Regions from separate parts of the Mus musculus genome. Here region 1 is linked to region 2. Evidence: chromatin contacts called from public HiChIP or PLAC-seq data. All regions are on one chromosome and are shown on one strand. The core of a region is the stretch at or near the end of the contact, and the rest is flanking DNA. Distances in the headings are between cores, read along the strand shown.

The links. HiChIP or PLAC-seq counts read pairs in DNA pulled down with a chosen protein or histone mark.
Region 1: a contact with region 2 is called in an H3K4me3 HiChIP or PLAC-seq map of embryonic forebrain, with 2.2 times the contacts expected there. The contact joins two enhancer-like sites.

What each region holds. Positions count from the first base shown.
Region 1 is chr16:77,850,068-77,853,868 of GRCm38.p6, forward strand. No RefSeq gene overlaps it. Among named protein-coding and RNA genes, the nearest start is that of Mir125b-2, 210 kb to the left of the region's middle. Within about 2 kb of position 2,419, at least 35 of the 459 cell types and tissues checked have an H3K27ac peak or open chromatin away from gene starts, as enhancers often do. A contact at or near this core is called in embryonic forebrain, where this site is marked.
Region 2 is chr16:77,398,924-77,402,686 of GRCm38.p6, forward strand. The region is part of intron 2 of Mir99ahg (Mir99a and Mirlet7c-1 host gene (non-protein coding)); the gene reads left to right. 9430053O09Rik (a long non-coding RNA gene) reads right to left here. Exons shown (of 4, transcript XR_003951960.1): 4 at 1-2,325. Among named protein-coding and RNA genes, the nearest start is that of 9430053O09Rik, 20 kb to the right of the region's middle. Within about 2 kb of position 1,833, at least 155 of the 459 cell types and tissues checked have an H3K27ac peak or open chromatin away from gene starts, as enhancers often do. A contact at or near this core is called in embryonic forebrain, where this site is marked.

The sequences.
Region 1 (3,801 bases), core at 1,169-3,668, 450 kb after region 2:
ATTTTCTTTCCTAAAACAATTATTTTAATTGATTTATCAAAAATAGACTTTTACAGATATTTGTTTGAATATCTATGGTAGGAAGAGTTGGCATTAAAAATACATTTATTGTATGGGTGAAGTGCTTCCTTATTAAATGTATGTTGTGCTCTAAGGGGTATAGTGTGCTCCTGAGTGTTGGGGTTTTTTTGTTTGCTTGTTTGCTTGTTTGTTTATCTTTCCCCCTTTGAGTTTGGAATTCTTAATCACAAGCTTTCAACTGTGAGAAAACCACATTCTTATGAAAAAGTTTAAGAGCATTGTTGCCAAGCTTGAATAGAAGCTGGACTTCATAAAAATCTTCACAGGGCCTGTTTTAATAAAGTTTCCAACTGTAATAATATGAGATTGGTTGCCTCATTGAAGTGAGCTGCCAAAATTTACCAATGTTTATTTATGGTTACACTGAATATTAAAAGTATTGATTAGTGCATTGTAAAAAGAATACAACATTTCATATGTGGCGTAAAACAGTTTGCTCCAACTCTACCTATTAGGAACAGAACCTCTCAGGGAATATGGGGAAACAGCAACCATTTCTTTTTAGGTGATGTTTAATATAGGTAGAAGGTAGTTTACTATAGGTGAGGTAGTTAACATTTTACAAAATTGAATTTTCCTAGGCGTTTTGATGAAATGAATTGCAGGCTCTGTGAATCAAATAACTCTAGTAGAAATGGATGGTCATATCGTAACTCTCTAAGACTCCCTAGCTTTTGTTCTTGATGTAGAAAAAATGAGAGAGAGCATATTTGTTTCCAGATGGAAGATTAATTAACACACAAAACTGCTTTATCCATAAATATGGTTCCTTTTGAAATTATAGTAGGTTCACCAAAATGCATAGATGCACTGCCTTTGAACTAATTACAGGAAACCTGGTACTAGAACAAAAGTTAAATAAGTCATAACCAGTTGTTTTTCTTTCTTTATTCAAATCAAGTAGAGCTGCTACTATAAATTGGAAATCTGCATCTTTGTTATTCTCATTATTTCTTTATGCAAGGTGTTTGCTAGAAGGGGAATCAGACTGTCTATTTACAAAATTATGCGACAATCTGCATAATTAGTTTGCATATGTGTTAGGTTAGTTATGAATGATTAGATTGTTGTTCGGAGTTAAAACGTCTGAATTTTAGAAGAGCCAATCACTACAAAATGAATGGGATTATTTTAGGCAGGAAAAAAAATCCAAATTTCAGAATTAGACTACTAGTGTCAATGGGATTTAGAGTGAGAAACATTATTTACCTCTACCCAGTAATGATACAAGCTAAATGGAAGAATCCGCATAAACATGACAGTGTAAGTCACCACTAAGTACAGTGTAACTTAAATTATTTCTGTTCAAGTGCATTTAAAGTGTCAATTAATTGCCTCCATTTCAAATGCACACCTTTCCCCCAATTATCAAATTAAAATTTGAACTGAATCAATGAGCACAATGATAGTTTAATTATATTAAACCCCACGAAATAAACAGTGAGGAAGTTTGTGCAGATGGCCACCCGTGTCTGACACCTCCAGGCGTAGCCAGTGACAAGTACCATTCTCTCGGTAAATAAAACTGCTTTATTTTACTGCCATTGACGAATCCTTGCTTTTAAAAAGATAGGAGAATGGGTTGCGATAGAAGGATTTAAGGGAATTACAGAAGGAGAAATCGCAGACACAGATGTACTTTTTTTTCTAAGGGCACCAGGTGTTTTAAATGCCACCAGAAGGGTGCTCCAGGCAATTCCATGCTGTCCAAGATAGCTTGGCATAGATTATCCGAAAGCTTTTGTGTCTTTTCAGCTTTTGATTAAAGGCCAGTGTCAGGACTCCTCGGGGCTTTTGCTTGGTACAGTAAAGCCAGAGGATTTTTTTTTATGTTGCTGCCAAAAAGATGCCAGTTAGGATAATTACATTTCAATTTAAATTGGTAATTTTATGAAAATTTAAACGAGAATATGTGTCACCCAAATCTCCTCACTTTTATTCCCCCAAAACATGCACACACACACACACACACACACACACTCCTCTTGTTTAGGGGGACACTGACAGCAGTACACCAGAACCTTCCCATGACCCAGAGTATATGTGCCAGGAATTAAACAGATGAGCAGAAATTGCACAGAGACTGTTTTCTTTGTCCAAATTCATTTTCTAGCCTAGATTTATCACTAGTGTACATTGGAACCATCCCAGGGCATCCTAGCATCTAGCATCTTTCTCCCTGCAGATGCCAGCAAAAGAAGCTTGAGACCAGAGCTGTAGTAATCAAGACACTGTTTTCCATTCCCAGCCAAGCTTTGTATTTGTTAACAGGATGTAGAAAAGGAATCAAACCCACATAGAGTCTCTCACCATCTTGGTGAAAGGAAAAGGACACAAGTGGCCAGATGAACCCCGAATTCTCTGTCTGCCACTTTCTTTTTCCAGGACACATACGCAAGCTTGGCAGCACCAGCAAAGTGGAAGTAATGTTCCTTTGTTTAGAATGCAGTGTGTACGAACATTTACATAATAAAATACACACACAAATAACAGATGGCGAAGAGACACTCATTTCGCCACATGTTGTAAGCACAATATCGTTCCTTGATGATCTCATTTCTCTTACTTCTCCCTCCAGATGTCTACCAGCTATTTAACCTCAGGGGTTATTCAGATGGTGGAAGGTTTTGAAGACAGCCACAAAGCTGGCTATAGAATGTTTCTTTTCCATCATGTACAAATGCCCTTTCTGGATGGAGTTATCAATCCACAAAAAAAAGAAAGAAAGAAAGAAGAGAAGAGAAGAGAAGAGAAGAGAAGAGAAAGAAAAGAAAAGAGAAAGAAAAAAGAAAAGAAAAGAAAAGAAAAGGGAAGAAAAGAGAAAAATGAAAAGAAAAAAGAAAAGCAAGAGCTTTCTTCTGTACAAAAATAAATAAATAAATACATTTTTCATGGGATTTGTTGAGTAGATATTGTCTACCATGAATCCTGGCAATATGATGACTTTGAAAGAGGTCGTTTTCTTCTAAGTTTTTTTTTTTTTAATCCAAGCAGAAAGTGGTTTATTAATACTTTGGGTTCTTTAAGGACACCTTCTTTCAGGAGTCCTTCTGAAATGAGTAGAAGTCTCCAAGATACTTTGTTCTCACATGTCAATCAGTTACTAGGGTTACATCTCAAATATAAGTTAAACGATATGTTATGTAATATAAGCTAGTAAATATGTTGTAGTGTTAGCTCTCCTTATAATCAGATAACAATTCTCTCAAAACACATGACCCATTCTTTGCAATGAGATCCATCATATTTCAACAAAGTACATTGATAACATGTATCATTAACTTTTTCTTTTTATAAATGCACTTTACTCAAAAGAACATATTAAATGTTACCATGTATAAGAGAAAGCCATACCATATGCACTTTGCACAGATATATACATGTTAAGCTACCAGACAATAACTGATAATTCAGAATAAGAATCTGCATTGGTTCATCTAGAGTTTATGACTTCCTCTAAAAGAATACATCCTTAACTGACATTTAATGTTGAAGTCTAGTATGAAGGTGTAATATTAAACAAAAATGCATCAAAATATGAATATCAAAAATCACTCTCCAGTATCAATGTCTTTAAAAACCAACAATGACATTATTCATGAAGGCTAAAATTTAAAAAAATAGTCTGACATGCGTATCCTGAAAATAATATTCAGAAATAAGACTGTTAAATAGGCTAAAATATATGTTGAAGTTTACTTGAAGGCATGAAAAGAGATA
Region 2 (3,763 bases), core at 583-3,082:
ATAAAACCAACTTTCCTGTTTGAAAACTTTGTCAAAGTCCTGTCACTAAAACTTGTGGAGAAGAATTCTTTGAACTATCAATAACAAGCCCCAGAAACTGCAACTGATATCTGCATAGACTGAGCAAAGAGATACGGTATTTATTTAAACTGGGTGGCATAATAATTTATATAGTTTTACTAGTTGAGTGGCTGAGAAGTCATCGTTTTCTTTTTAGCTTGACTCTTGCTGTAAGGGAGGTGTGTTGTGTAAGAGAACTTGTGTGTTTCCATTTTCTGAAATATAGCTAAGAGGATTTCAAGACATTCAGTGATAGAGTCTTGTTACATTTTTGTCAAATTAGGTTTATTTGGAAACATCACCTTTAAACAGAAGTCGTGGTTCTTTGAGGAAGGCAGCTAAAGAGGTTGATATCCGGTAACCTGGAGCTGCATTTGTGGAGAACTTTGGCATTGCTGTCCTTTTCTTTAGGAAAGTAACACTGGGAACCTGGAGCTGATAGGACCAGGATGCTAATTAGAATGCAAACTACAAACTTTATATCCTGAAAAGAGACCAGAGCATGCTGAGGCAGTCTAAAAAATCTGAAGGATGGATGTAGATGAGATTTCAAACTTTTTACTTGCTAAGTTAGTATCAAATTGAAGCTCAAATATATCAATACTTTTTAAGTTAAAAAAATACTAAGTTTTCTTCAGGATCTACTGGAAGACTTTCTATATCTTTCTTGTTTCTTTTTTCTTCTTCCTTCCTTCCTTCCTTCCTTCCTTCCTTCCTTCCTTCCTTCCTCTTCTTCCTCCTCTTCTTCCTCCTCCTCTTTCTTTTTCTCTTCTTGATGAAATAAATGATCCATACTAGAATCTAATAGTGGTAAATATAAAAGAAGTACTGGTTTAAAACAGACTGCAGGATGTAACACAGCCACTCTGTGGGTTGTAAGTCTTTTGTTGTTGTTGTTCTTTTGTTCAGTAATTGATTACACCAGCACCCCCGCCCCTTAACCCACCTTAAAGGGCAAGCAGAAATTCATGTTTTCATTCATCAGCCCATCCCTCTGAAACGCGTTCGATATTAAGACAGTTTGCAAGGAGCAAGAGCGGAGGAAACAAGAGCCTACAGCTAGGCAGCAGCAAGGTTAGAAGATACACGTGAGATTGCCTGCAATAACTCAGGGGCTTGATTCTGTCCAGTATTTGCATGGAGTTAGCAAGTTAATTAGGGAAAGACGCTGTTCTTCGTGTGCCCTTTTGAGATATCTGTGCCTCTGTAGCTCGTGTGGTGTCATAAAACTATGGGAAAGTCTTCCCAGCTGTTTGACACGACCTGGGAAAATTGAAACATTGATACTGCCTGAAGGTTTTTGCAGCAATGTAGTGCAGCAGAGGCTGACTTGGCGCTCTGGAAGATTTGCTGAGGATATCAGAATGTTTCTTTTGTCTTTGTGTCCACTCCCATCCCCCGCTTTCCCACGTGATCAGGTGCCAGTTAGAAAGTTGCTAGGGGAAGACCGTGGTGTTGGGATGAGGGGGAGAGATTTAGCGCAGAAGGAGTTAGATGGCAGAATTCCCACGAAGGCCGGCGAAGGATGAAAAAGATAAAGAAATCTTTTTTTTTTTTCTCCCTCTGAACCAGAGGATTCTCTGCATGACTTCCTCACTGTTGGCGCGATGAGCTTTCAGGCTGCGATTTTATTAACGATTCATATGGAGATGGAGGGCAGCTAGGAGGAGCAGATTCTCACATAAACTTGATCTGTCCATGAATGCGCTCCTCTGTTTGCCCTGACCCTGGATGGCTTAAGACACTGCCTGTGAGGCCAGTGTGCAGACACAAAGGAAGAAATGAAAAGCAGGCACATTCCAGGACTCTGCACAAAGGAACCCAACAGTTTCTAGCCTTCTCCCCAGAGAGGGTGTTATCTGCATGCAGCCAAAAACATTTGAAATGTTTATTTGTGAACCTTCAGTTTTAACAATCCAGGCGAAGTCCCTTCAGCAACCATCTATCAAGTTGTTTTGCTGTGTTTTAAGTTCTGTTTCTCTGCACTTGGTGAAGCTGGGTATTTCACGAAGGGGGCATTTTCTAAAGTTAAGCTTCAGGAGTCACGGCCTTACATTGTCTTTATTGGATCTCTGGGTGGTTGCTTTGCCAAAGGTGTCCTTTCTAAGCTGCACAGAGCCAGAAAATATTTTAAAGCTGAGTTTGACTGTGTGAGACATCTCGATACTGAAGCTCTGAGTGAATTTATACTGAGTGAAATCAATGCACACACGGAGGTGATGTGAGTTCCCAGGCCTGTCCATCACTGTGTTCAGGAGCATAGATCTAAGTGTGACATTAGGAGAAAAATGGAAGAAGGAAGCAGAGAGAAAAATTGAGTGGGATAAAAGAGTCAAGGAAACTAGGGACTTTGTGACTTCTATAACCATCACCAGCTCACTGTATCCTGTAGCATGTGTGTCAGGATAGTGACAAGGTTTACAAACTATCTTTGTGTAACAATGTATACCAGGATTATTGCTGAACAAACATGTTGCCTGGAACGATAATATCTTTAGGTTTAAGGGACTGAAAACTCTATGTGCTTCAAGGTATTCCTGCATTGAACTACACGGTTCCATAGATGCTCAAAAATTAGGATCTTCAAATACTCAGACTTTTGAGTTTTCTATGTGTTAAAGCTGTTCAAGTTGCTTCAAACTTTTATGCTTCATTATTGAAAGAACCAGTTAAGGAGTCCAGACAAATGCCATTCATCATGACAGGGTATTCCTTTCATGTTATGTGGCTTTATTTCCATGAAATTAACTGTTGTACTTTGGCTAATTGTCAGTAATTGGGGACAAAATCGCTTCATTGTTTCCCTATGGCATGATACTAATTAGGATCTTTGTATTATTGGCTCAGTCATGTTTGGTATTTTACCTTCTATATTAAGTCAATGATAAATAGTACTGAAAGCATATTTTAAGGAAATCCATGAGATAAAATGCTTCAATTAATAGCTAAACAAGCCTTTTAAGTAGTCTACCATAAGTTAACTTGAAAACATTGACATTAAAGGAAGTTTTTGTTGGAGATTTTGTTGATTTCCTCAAATAGTAACTAATTTTTCTGATTTGAATGGAATCCTGGTCAAATCATTTTTAAGATATCACAGTCCCCACTCTCCACCTGTGTGGTTATATGCATTCCCATTATTCTGTTTGTGAAAATAATAGAGAAGTTAGGATTGCTGCAAGGAGTTTTGTGGCATAAGAGAGGGCTGAGAGAACTTGTTTTCATCTGAATTCATGATGAGTAAACTGATGTTCTTAAAATACACCTCTGCTTTCCTGCTTTATTGCTTGTTTCTTCCATATAACAATATAATTCAAGGCACCGTATTTCATGCAAAATATATCCAATTAGTTTAAATAAGAAAATCTTAGTTTGTAAATTTGTTTTCACCCCAAGAAACTGGGAGAAGTAGCTTAAACTAGTTTTGGGAGAGAGGCCATGGAAAGTTTTCAAAATCTTGAAGTGAGATTTAATGTTAATTGGAGTATTCCACTAGTCTGGGTTTCACTGAAGTTATCAAAGACAGTGGTTTTTGCTCCATAAGAGAATCTCCTCCTGCTCTGAGCCCCTTGTGAGTTTTGTCAGTTAGAAAAGTTTTCTAACTTGAAAAATAATCTTTTTGCAGATTTTTCTTTTTTTTCTAACAGACTTTTTTTTACCAATCAAGTGCCAATTTGCAGTTCACAACCTGCTCGGTTTGTTT